3 separate regions of the Zea mays genome follow, and regions 1 and 2 are each linked to region 3. A link is a contact called in public Hi-C data. All regions are on one chromosome and are shown on one strand. The core of a region is the stretch at or near the end of the contact, and the rest is flanking DNA. Distances in the headings are between cores, read along the strand shown. Region 1 holds the start of LOC109940230 (serine/arginine repetitive matrix protein 1). Region 2 holds the start of LOC100278642. Region 3 holds the start of LOC100277301.

Evidence for each region. A called contact is a pair of places that touch in the nucleus more often than the background predicts.
Region 1: a contact with region 3 is called in a Hi-C map of ear, with 2.1 times the contacts expected there. The contact joins the promoter of LOC109940230 here to the promoter of LOC100277301 in region 3. A contact is called at or near these places in 2 of 25 Hi-C or Micro-C datasets (bundle sheath and ear).
Region 2: a Hi-C map of leaf shows a contact between it and region 3, with 3 times the contacts expected there. The contact joins the promoter of LOC100278642 here to the promoter of LOC100277301 in region 3. A contact is called at or near these places in 2 of 25 Hi-C or Micro-C datasets (bundle sheath and leaf).

What each region holds. Positions count from the first base shown.
Region 1 is chr6:168,469,027-168,473,058 of Zm-B73-REFERENCE-NAM-5.0, forward strand. LOC109940230 (serine/arginine repetitive matrix protein 1) reads left to right here and starts at 1,464. Exons shown (of 1, transcript XM_020539608.2): 1 at 1,464-2,957. The coding sequence starts at 1,722. The coding sequence ends at 2,576.
Region 2 is chr6:168,493,730-168,497,718 of Zm-B73-REFERENCE-NAM-5.0, forward strand. It overlaps LOC100278642, which reads left to right and starts at 1,333. Exons shown (of 1, transcript NM_001364470.1): 1 at 1,333-1,893. The coding sequence starts at 1,437. The coding sequence ends at 1,619.
Region 3 is chr6:168,828,146-168,832,123 of Zm-B73-REFERENCE-NAM-5.0, forward strand. LOC100277301 reads right to left here and starts at 2,351. Exons shown (of 2, transcript NM_001150906.2): 1 at 1,947-2,351; 2 at 1,376-1,795. The coding sequence starts at 2,233. The coding sequence ends at 1,753.

The DNA of each region.
Region 1 (4,032 bases), core at 214-2,713, 360 kb before region 3:
CTTCTAGCCTCGGGGCATGTTCACTAACGCTTTTCGTGATGGCATAGACCCCCATAAACCTTCCCTTTTTCTTTTTTGGGGCTTGGTTTGGGAGGGTCGATGCCTAGCGGCTCTAATCGCGTCTTGTGGGGGAGCATGTCATGCTGTACCAACTATTGTTTGTGTGCACTTGTCTATTAGAGATAGCAACTCTCTAACATGTGGGACAAATGCCAACTTTAATTTTAAATTTATTTTTGTGGGGATGGGCCATCACACGTTTTGTCACTGGGTCCTCGCGTATCATAGAACAATTACATTATATCATCAAATATGATTGGTGTGCTGGTTCAATACGCGAGCATTGTACTAGTTGGTCACAAACTATTGGTAGAGTTCTTCCTGCACGACGGAGGGTGGGGGAGCGATACATTGCGCCTTTTGGAGATGGTATAATGTGTTGTCGTCATCCGTATGCCGCTGGCTTGCTTGCAGCGCCTCTGTAGACATTATCCCACTATGTGTTGTGCTCAGGTCACTGTCGTCGCTCGCCACATCTGTGATCCACGCTCTAGTGCCGTCACTCACTCGCCATGCACTGCTCTCACGTACAAGTCGGTGCTCGCTGGATCCGTTGTCGTGCCTCCTGCTGACCACCGCTAAGCGAAGGAAAGGAGTTGAAGGAGCCATTGAGCAAGGAGGGGTCGGGTTGGGGTTCAGGATGAGTAAATACTATGCCAACAATACTGTTTGACGTATGATAAGGGGTGTTTGGTTTCTCAAACTAAAGTTTAGTTCATGTCACATCAAATTTTTGAAAATCGATTACGAGTATTATATATAGCCTTAATTAGGTTTAATAAATTCATCTCGGCTTTTAGTATTCATATGTGTAGTTATTTTATAATTAGACTATATTAAATACCCGTAATTATTATTTAAATATTCGATGTGATAGAGACTAAACTTTATTTGGATATCACCTAAGTGTTGGGCCTTTTGTTCCCAGATGATGGTGGTTAAAAAATACCGCTTAATGACATTTTAAGAGTTATTTTTGAAAATTGTCAGAGAAATTGTTCATTGTTGGTTTCAATTATATGGCAATCTCGATTTTTACATCGTGATAAAATTGAAATAGGAAATTGCAATGTTTAGATCTAATTAACTAATTTGTTAGAGTTCTCTTTTTAAAATATTACTCCTATCAACGAAGAAAGAAATATATAGAGAAGACATTAAAGTTGCTCCTACATGCATAAAACTATTAGGACTGATTTGGTTATTAGTAAATTGAAGTAGATCCATGAAAAATAAATCCTCTTGTTATTCAAGTTTAAATAGTAAAGTAATTTCTTCCTATAGATCCCTTTAAGTCACCGAACCAGGCCTTAGTGGTTCTAAATCTTTTAAATGTGTTTTTAATGGAGTACAATTTTAATCGTTGGAACTGCCCTGACAAATCGAGCTGATTAGTTAAGCACCCTTCGTCAGAGAGATAACAGACGTTGGCCGGTAGTAGTGACTGGTTCAGCGCTTTTGACTCCCGGTCTCCCACCACAGCTGCTCTGCTCCTCACGCAACTCGAAGCGCAACGGAGGGAAACCCAACACCCCACTGCCACACTCCCCTCCCCTCGGCTTTGTCCAGTCTCCACTTTTTTTCTCCCAGCACCACCAGATCGCGGGAAATGTCCGTATAGCCTCAGCAAGAAGCAAGAAGCAAGAAGCAGTCGGGAGGCAATGGGTTGCTGCATCAGCAAGAAGTGCGACGAGCCGCCGGGCACGGCGGCTGGGGAAGTTTCCCGGCGTCGGTCGGAGGCGCGCGACCCGCCGCCGCCCCCGCCGGAGGAGGAGACGGTGAAGGAGGTCCTCTCGGAGACCCCGAAGGCCAAGCCGAGGCCCAGTCCGAGGCGCGTGGCTGCGTCGGCGGGGAAAGAAGCAGGGGAGATGGGGGCCAATGCGAAGCTTGGCACTGCTAGGGCGAAGGATTGTGGTGGTGGTGGCGGCGGCGGCAGGGCGCGTCGGGCGGTGGGTCCGGCGCGTTCCGGGCCGTCGGGCGACGAGAAGTCGGAGGTGGCGTCCGAGTCCTCGGCCGCGACCACCGCGGCGGGCCCCGAACGGTCCCCGGCGAAGGCGTCCAGGAGGCGGGCGGCAGCCGAGGCCGCGCGCGGCGCCAGGCGGGACCGAGGCGCCGGCGGCGGGCGCCCACCACGCGGCGGCCGCGCGTCCCCCTCGCCGCCGCCGCCGCTGCAGCAGCGGCGGCGCGATGCCGGGGAACGGGCGGCGCGGAGGTCTCCGTCGCCCGCGGCGAAGCGGACGCAGGAGCAGCGCCGCGCGGGCGCCGCCTCTGCGACTGCGACACAGCGTAAGCCGCCTGTCCCCACCAGGCCCTGTGGCCGCGCGTCGCCGCGGCGTGGGCAGCAGGCGCCTCCCGAGCCGGCGCAGCCACGCGAGCCTGAGGATAGTGCATCTCCGCCGCCGGTGCAACCAGAGGAGAATGCCGGGTCCACGACCACCGCGGTTGCCGGCGACGGTGAGGGGAAGGAGTCGCTGGACAACCCTTTGGTGGCCATGGAGTGCTTCATCTTCCTGTAGCACTAACCTTCTCCTGACCCGTTCTCCGCTGTCAGCAAATTACTCCACATAGTTTTAGCAGGAGTAAAGGTGGTGGTGTTGGTAGCAGCAGCAGGCAGTAGGCCAGTAGCAGCGTAATTTGGTGAGTAATAATCTCGTCGTGTAAAACGTTTCCCCCCTGGGCTGGCTTTTTAACCCCCGCGGGAGAAAAATTACTGGCTATTCCCGTAGAGCCTTCAGCCCGTCAGAATTCAGATCGCAGGGCTGGGCTCTGACGCGCTGTGCTGATGTATTGTCTGCACTCTGTAGAGTACCTCTCCGATTGTGCATGTCTACTTGTAATCTTCTGTTCCTTTTTGCAATGGCGAGTCATTCAGAGCTGGAAAGGCATTCCATCTGTTATAGTAGTATTGTTTTGCCGTTCTCTGTTACACTGCCCGCCCGATTCAATTTGCTCTGGCGGAACTGAAAAGCTTCTCCGTCTCACACACGTGTTCTTTTACTTTTACCGTTATTAGCACACCGTTAGCTCAATTTGCGGCGCAGCAGAGATGGATTTTGCGGTAGCCGTACAATTTTCGCAGTGTAGTCCATGAACCCAGGCCTCTCTTCAATTCTTCTCGTATATACTATTCGCAAAAGAAATGTGTATATGCTAGTAATAATAATACTAGCACAGTACTAGGATGGTCCAGAGTTCAAGAAATAGAACTGGCCACAGCGTCAGCGCTGCCGCTGCTAGTTTTCATCACTGCATGAACAGTACGTGGGAGAGAGGGAGTGCAGCAGCAGCAACACGCACTGCTTGCTGTGCCCAATAGTGGCTGTCTGAGAACACTTGTCTACCATTACGGCCCTGTTTGGCACAGCTGCTGCTTGTTGAAAAAGCAGCTTATCTGATAAGCTGGTGAAAAGCAGCTTCTGCTTGTTGGCTGCTTTTAGTGTATTCTGAGAAGCAGCTGAACTGATAAGCTGCTGCAGAAGCTAGCTGTTTGGCAGAACTTCTGCTTAAATTTGTGAAGAAGCTGAAAATAAGCTGTGCCAAACAGGGCCTACATCTCGGGTGTCGTTCAGGCGCGTTTCTGAGATTAGTATGGCAGATGGCACCGACGCGCCGTTCAGGGATCAGGATCACGAGAGACTCGGGGTCACGCTCGTTCAGGCGGGCAAGTCACGAACGCACGCGTGCCGCCGACCCGCACCCGGCTATCGCCGCTCCCGCCTCCCCGCTGCCCCCCAGGCTTCTTTCGCTTCCATAATGTTCCAATCGCGCCGGCACGTTGCTGCTGTGGCGTGTTGCGCACTTGCGCTCCCCGCCTCGGCGACGGTTCTGCTGCCCACTGCACTGCACTGCACCTACCGGGCTAGTCAGCTACCGAGACGTTTTCATCCGGTCGGCAGCTTCCACCGCGCGCGCGGCAGGCGGAGCAGATCGCACCGGCCGGAGCCGACGATCACCAGGACCGAAGCAGTGGGC
Region 2 (3,989 bases), core at 83-2,582, 340 kb before region 3:
AACATGAGAGACATTGATAACTATGACGTGTTGTATTCATGTGGTTCACTACCAACCAATAGTCCTCCACGCCCATGCAACCAACATAAATCAAGGGATTGATTAGAGAGTTGATTAATGGATTTAATTAGATGAGTTGATTAGGGGATTTGATTTTTTATGGCAGTTCTAGACACCATAAATCACGTGATTCCTTTTTTGATCTGCATAGGAAAAATATCCATGCGTTTCGCTAGTGAGCGTACTCTAGGTTCGAGCGTAAAATTCTTAAGCATAAAATAGTGTTTGAATACAACGTAAATATTAGTTCACTACCAACCAACAATCTTACACACCCATGTAACCACCATAAATCAAGAGATTGATTAGGGGGGTTTCATTTTTTATGGCAGTTATGGATACCATGAAAAATATATACACGCGTTTCACTGGTGATCGCACTCCAGGTTTAAGCGTAAAATACATACCAAGCCAACGTGAGAGATGTTGATAACTTAGATACGTTGTATTTATGATTGTAAAAATCATCAAGTTTGAACGTAAAATAGTGGAAAATATAACATTAATGTTATTACCGTAAAAAATACCAAGCCTAGTGAGAAACATTATATTCATCATCATAAAATCCTTAAATGACATACGAAAAAAGTGCAGTGGTTGGCATAAAAAATAATCATGGAAGTCATAAACATGAATCAGGTGAGTTCGTCCCGGAGGATGCCCCCAAAGCCGCCGGATTGGAGGAGGCCGTCGCGGGAGCGCACCGAACTGGTGAATGACACGCGTCCTGCCGTGCGGACGGTGAATCCTGGGCGCGGCTGTGTCCGGTAGTGTGGGCTACTGGATGCGGGCTGTTAGCACCTGTGCGCGGCTATCTACAGAGAGAACCAGCTAATCGCAAGGCCAAAGTACTAAAGACAGATCAAACACCACCACGGGAAGTACAAATGGGGACCCAACCCGTCAGCAACAGCTAGCCGGCCGGCCAGCCAGGCTACTCTCCTTCCGCAACAGCACTCGTATTTTAATTTTTAATCCAGGCAATGCAAGGCAATCAGTTAAGGGCCAGTGAACGATGATGCATCACGCAACACCAGCGAAGCAGCCAACCAAACCGGCCATGAATTGTCAAGAAAAGGCGGGCGGCCACGAGCTAATCGTCACTGCAGAAATGCCAGATGGTTTCCAGCCAGTCTCCTTGTTGCTCGCCTCCCCTACCTAACCTCTACTGCCTCGCTGCCTTTGCTTTTGCGCATATGCGACGAGCAGACGGAGGCCCTCGCCGTGACGCTGCCTGTATATAACACCACCCCAAGCGATCTCGTCCCCTCCATCCGCGAACACGAGCTTCACACACACACTCACGGCTTCCACAGCTTGCTCTCGCTGCACTCGCAAGCAATACATCTCGTCGTTCCACTAAGACCGAGGAGCAAATGGCGGCCACCCTGAAGCTCAGGATCCTCATCGTGGCGGCCGCCGTCGCCGCGTCCCTGGTCGGCACGGCCTCAGCGGCCGAGGGACCGGCGCCCGCTCCGACGTCCGCCGCCGCGTCCATGGCCGCGCCGGCCGTTGCCGCTGCGTCCTTCACCGCGCTTGTCTTCGGCTACCTCTTCTGAACGCCGTGAACATTCAGGCGTAGACACCGTGTTTGACCGTCGGAAATTCTGTGTGTTGTGCCCAGCCGAATTGTTTGCCTGCTCAGATTCTTCTTCTTCTCTCTCTCTCGCTCTCATGTTTTGGTGTGTATAGGTTTGTAATTACGTGTTCATTTTTTTATTGTGTGACCATGGATCTCGTAATTAGTACATGATATATGTATAAACTATAGAGAACTGCAGTTTGGTTCTTCATTTTACACTGTTTGAGAGATGCTAATAATTGGATTAAGACTACTCTTGGATCAATTCGACTCTTAGATTTTTCACTAATCTCCTTTAATTTTTCTTTTGACGAAGCCGTCTCATAACAACGTTAATTACATCATTTGCTAGAACTGAAGTCATGAAAGTAGAGGGTGAATCAATCCATATAAGAACTTGTTTGGACGTGCATGCATGATGCATCTATTTCAATCCATGTGTATTAAAACAGTATGATGTGAATTTTAAACCAAGGTTCACCACGTACCTTCACCATTCGATCCTGCAAGCACCCAAGACACCACGTGCAGATATCAATAATCGAGTGATTCCCATTGCATATTGCTGTACAAGGTAACATGATAAAATAAATTGCCTACCTATTATTGAAATACAGAAAGCTAGTGGTTAAGTTCTCATATATTATTCATGCCATTAATTCACATATACACACAGTGGCGGAGCCAGGATTTCTCTAAGTGTAGAGCCCAATATAACACTAACAAACATTGATATCAACTAGAAAATTTTAAATCATGCAAATGTATAGATAAAGACACATATGACTATACGAATTCTCTCATTCCTTCAGAACATATTTGAGACCCTAGCAATTTTTTGGTCCAAGAGTAGGGCCCGAGCCCTAGTGGCCCTATGTGTGTCTCCGCCACTATATACACATGATTGGCCCAATATATTGGCTTCTTATCATCATGTCCATTGTAGCTCGCCACTTCTGTTTGCTACCTACGAAGGAGGGTCACAACTGATAAGAGGAATCTGACAGTCTAGCAATGGCTGGCACGAGATGAGATCTGTTGGGAGTGCAAGGTATCACAAACATTAAGGTAGTGTTTTCCAGCGTATCGTGGGACAGAGGTGCTCCGTTTCTAATTTGTTGTTATTTGGATTGGTTCCATATAAAATGGAATGACTTTAAAAAGGAATAATATGCTCAGATGTTGAACTATCTGACTCCCTAAAATCTTTCAAGCGAAGCCACTCCCTAAGATGGAGCCGCTCTATCCCAACTAGCTCTCGAACCAAACACTCCCTAAGTTTATTTAGTGAGGTTTATAACAAGTTTAATTATATAGCTCATGACGTGCCTTATGATGCTGCCTAACCAACTAAAAGCATGTTTATATAATAACCCTCCTATAATACTATAATATAAGCTATACATTTAATACTTGGTCCATCTCTTTCTGTCACAAGTTTTTTTTATAAAGGAAGCTTTAATAATCTTAGACAATTACATCAAGATGATACAAGAGTACTAAGATTACTCCCGACCTATACGCACTAAGGTGTACACAACAACAAAAAAACGAAAAAACAAGAGAAACAAACTCATCGCTTTGAGCGAGCTATCACCACAGCATAGACTTCAAAACAACCACTAATCAGGCAAAGCTAGAATCGAGACCGAGGCTCTCTAAAAACAACGTCTTTAGAAAGAACACGACATACAAGAATGTGTCGTTGCTATGACCCAACCAACAAAGGCTAAATCACAGATTTTCACCCAAGAGAAAAGACTCTCGGTACTTCAGACAATGCTTTCAACAAGGTCAATGTCAGGCACAAACAACAAAGGTCAGGTCCAGAGCCATACCTGAGGGGATGCGGAGGGTGCGGCCGCACCGGGTCCCAAAAACAGAGGGTCCCCTAGCCACTCGACGCTAGCACTTTTTCCTGTTAAACCTATCTATTCTAGACACAAATAAGCAAAGAGCGATGCACTATCGATCAGTCTCGTTTATATTGTTAAACTAATATCTCAATTACTTATTGAATACTTCATCCGTTTTAAAATAGTATCTATTTTAGCTCTTGATTTTTATGTTTATATTCAACTAGATGATGATGAATCTACTAAAGAAGCAAAACAAATTCTATTTTGATATAGATAGAGTATTATTTACTATACACATGATGGTTGCATCGACAGAGAAAAGCCTTTTAAAACTGAAATATTTTTGTGAACTATTTATGGTCAACAATAACTCAAGAGAGGTTAAATGACTTGGCGATTATATATATATATATATATAAGTTGTTGGATAAGATTGATCTCAATGATATAAGCGATGACTTTGTATCACAAAATGTTAGAAGATATTT
Region 3 (3,978 bases), core at 1,101-3,600:
GAAAGAAAGGCCAGGACGTCGAAACCAGCCTCGTCCGTCCATCCTCGCGTCAATCCCACGAGGCCTGCACTGTACTGCCGTGTTCCGGCTGCCGGCCCGCCCCCGCGCGCGCGCGCGTCTGCACTGAACTCTGACGCGGTGGCCTTCTGGCATGTTGGACGGAAGAAAATGGCATGGGCCTTAGCCCAAAACACCATCCGTGACCGCAGCTTTGATGGCAGGGGTTAGACCGTTTCCGGTAGATCGTGTGAAATAGGAGATGGGACACACTGTTTGAAAAGGTAAAGTTTAAGATATGGAATAAGACAGGAGAGTTGTTTGAGACAGCCTTATGGGTGTTGAGTAGAGGTGTCAATGGAGACCTGATACACGTTAACAAACACATGACGAATTCCTCTATTATTGTAAAGATTTCAAACTCGTGTTTTAATAACTATTCATTTAAACAATGTGTATCTATTGTAATATGTAGAAACTGTAATGACCGGTACGGTGCAGTACTGTTTTAGTCTCAGCCGACCCACAAGGTGTCTGCTTCGAACTCGTCCCGTCATCCGGGACGGGAATCGACGCTTGACGGTCTGTGTTCATCTCTTTTCGATCTTTCTCCTCGATCGAACACTTGGAGAGAAAAAAAAACAAAAAAACGGGAGTATAGTAGCCTGCCTGCAGTGCAGCTGCAACAAAAGAAGTAAAAAAGCGGGGGGAGGAAGCACGTACTGACTGACGTACGGCACACGCGCAACACACAAGGCCGTGCGCACCGATGCTTGCTTTAATTTAGCATCTACCGCCGCCTCTTTCGCTTTCGCCAGTATATATGCCATGCGAGCGACCACACGCATGATTGGAACCACAAATAAAAAAAAAGCATGGTTTACTGTTGCACAGAGCGCGCAATGAATCACCATATCATGGCACTCACTTGTCACTTGAGTAGGAGTACATCATGCTAAGCTGGAAACGACGGCTATGCAAGCAAGTCTTACATAGAAACACGTGCAAGCGAGCTTTCTTAATCTTTAGAACAAGATCTAACCGAAAGTGTAATTGTAGTTTTTGTTAGAGATTTTTTTATAAAAGGTATACAAGCTGGTGGTGAAGGAATTAATTAGATTATAATTTAAATATTCAGAAGACTCGCTTACACGTCTCACTTATACTTCATATGTTTCTTCTTAGTTGTCGCTAGATAGTTCAATTTTCCACTATCCAGCGACAACTAAAAATAAACAGAAAGGGTACGGCAGTCGTTTCCGCTAGATCGAGCTAGCTAGAACAAACAAGCTGAAGCCCGGACAGGGCAGGCTCGGTTTTCTCGATTTTTTACACGCACGCACGCCACACGACATGTGGTTACAGAGAGGGAGATCGAAATTGAATTGATAGACACTGATTGGAATCAAAATCTCACAAGAATATGCGGGAAGAACAGAATGTCGGTCAACCTCCACTCCACCTCGGTGAAACTTGAAAGAAGAAAAACAGAAGAAGAAAAACTAATCCTTGCAAGGGTAGGTTGCAGGTTTATACATACCCCCAGAATGATCACCAAAAATCCACCCCCATCGAAGGAGTCCGCTGCGTAATTAATTAAACCTCTCCGAGCATGGCTAGGGGCTAGCTGCCGAACACGAACTGTATGTCGATCAGATCAGCTGCTGCTGCTGCTTCAGGTGCAGGACGATGAGCACCGGCAGTGGTAGCTTCTGTTGCCGCCGCCGCCGCCGCCCCCGGCCGGCCTCCGGCTAGCTAGTCTCTCCGGCGCGGCGCGGTCGTCGTCTTCCCGGCACGCCTGCAGGCAGCACAGCACGTTCCCAAATCCCAACGAAGGTGAGCATCTGCACTGCAGGTGTTCGAGCCGCAGGACAGGGAGGACACGCCTGCATGCAGTGCAGTGCAGTGCAGTGCAGTGCAGGCAGCGCACTAACTAGCTCCCAACGTACCTGTTGTGAATCGGGTCGGGCCCCTTGGGGATCCTCCTCTCGCTGCTCCGGAACGCGTCTGCGGCCGTCCCGCCTGAACGCCACGCCGGCGAGCCGCCCGTCTTCGTGGCGGACGACGCAGCGCTGTTCGACGACGGCCCTGCTAAGCTCGCTCCGCCGTCCGTCGTCGCCACCATGGCGGCCATCACGAGGCAAGCGCAGACCAGGAAGAGGAAGGCTAGCAGTCGTACCAGCCTGCGGCCGCAGCACTCCACAGCCCCCGGCGCCCCGTCCGGCCTTGCTCCCATATAAGGGAGAGAGAGAGAGAGAGCTTTGCTGCTTCTCCCTGCACTAGCTAGGCACTTCAGTGCACCGCCTCGAATCCGAATCCAAATGCCCTCGCTCGCACGATGAAGCAGAGGCACTAACAGCCAGGGCTGAGCTCTCCGAGCTATATGGTGAAGCCGGTGGCGCAGAGAAGGGAAAAAGAAAGCAGAGGGGAGCAGACTCAGAGCAGCATGATGACGAAGGAAGGATGCCAACGCATGCAGCTGGCGATCAATGATCCCGGGGGCGGGGATCGGAGGAAGACATGCACAACAGCGCGTGGCGTGGGGTATCTGCGACATGACATGGATCGGATCCGGCCTGCTCGTTGGTTTTGTAAACATTCTTATCTCCTTCTTGTACCTCGCTTCTCTTCTTTCGTTGCTCGCCGCTTTGCCCGCTTCGCTTTCCTTGCTCTTGGCGCTTCTTTAGTCTATCTTTCTTTCTCTCTCTCTCTCTCCATCCACCTCTGCTGCTTCCTGATAGCTTTGCTCTTTTCCTCTTTGTCTTTGCGAGTTCAAAGCAAATCTGCCGCGCTTTTGTAGGACCACGCATGGGCTGGGTCAGGTGAGAGCTGCCTTCGCGACGTGCGTGAGTGACCAGCTCCAGCTGCTTCGGCGTTCCGTCCGAGCTGCTCTGCTCAGTCCTCGCTCCCTTTGGAAGCTGGCGGTGGCGGGGGCCCCTGGACTGGACATGCCTCCTTCGCTTCGCTTGTTTATTTGTCGTTCGAGACTAGAGAGAAGATGGCCGTGCGGACTCTCCCTCCTCTCATGCGGGCCTATCCTGCGTGTGCGGTGTGCCCACATGGCGAGCTACCCCGGCGCCGGGCGGCGCCTATAGATTCTTGTCGAGTTTCGTGCAGTGATTCAAATCAGAGTGCGAGATCGTTGCCACACTCCATTTCCATCATCCTGCGGTTACCAAAAAAAAAAGCAAAATGTCATGATATGAGGGAATTGGTGTTTTGTTTGGACGGGCCGTTCGATGTATGATCCAATGGCACAAATTATTTGTGCTCCATTTATACATCTTCCGCATGTTCTTCTTTATTCATCTTCTTTCACTATATATATTAGCATATAACCCATGCTAATGCAACGATATCAGCGAGGAGGGTTAACAACGACGAAGGCAACGCGAGGGGAGAGGTTGATGACGGCGTTACTGAGGGGAGGAGGTGACAAGGACAAGAGGAGGCTAGCGACGACGTGGCACAGGGGGAGAGGGATTAAGGATGATCCAAATAATATTGTTTATTGGGTTTGAGTGAATAAGAGAGAGTGTTTTATCTAGCGATCTGAACTGTTGGTTTTGATGGTGTGTTAAGTCTGGTTGCATTTTGTTTTGTGGATTTAGTGTGGAGGTTATGGGTGTGATGGTGACTTTGCTGGGTGGGTTTTCAGATTTTAAAGTGGTAGATTATATAGTGGCATAGATATATGGTCGAGTACACCCACTAGCAACTACCACCACTAGTGGTGACCTGATGGGCGTTCAGTCCGGTCTATTCTGTCTTCATAAAATACAAATATGGACACACTATATAACTATCCCACTAGTTATTAGTGATATGAAAGAACCGCAGCTAGGAACGGCTCGCCACAGAATAACGTACGGCGACAGGAGATGGCTCGAAAAAAGAAAAAAAGGCTGTCGTCTTCCTCCTCCTGTAGCATCGTGGACCAGAGGCTTTCTGGGTCGCTTTCTCCGCGCGCTCTCAATGTCC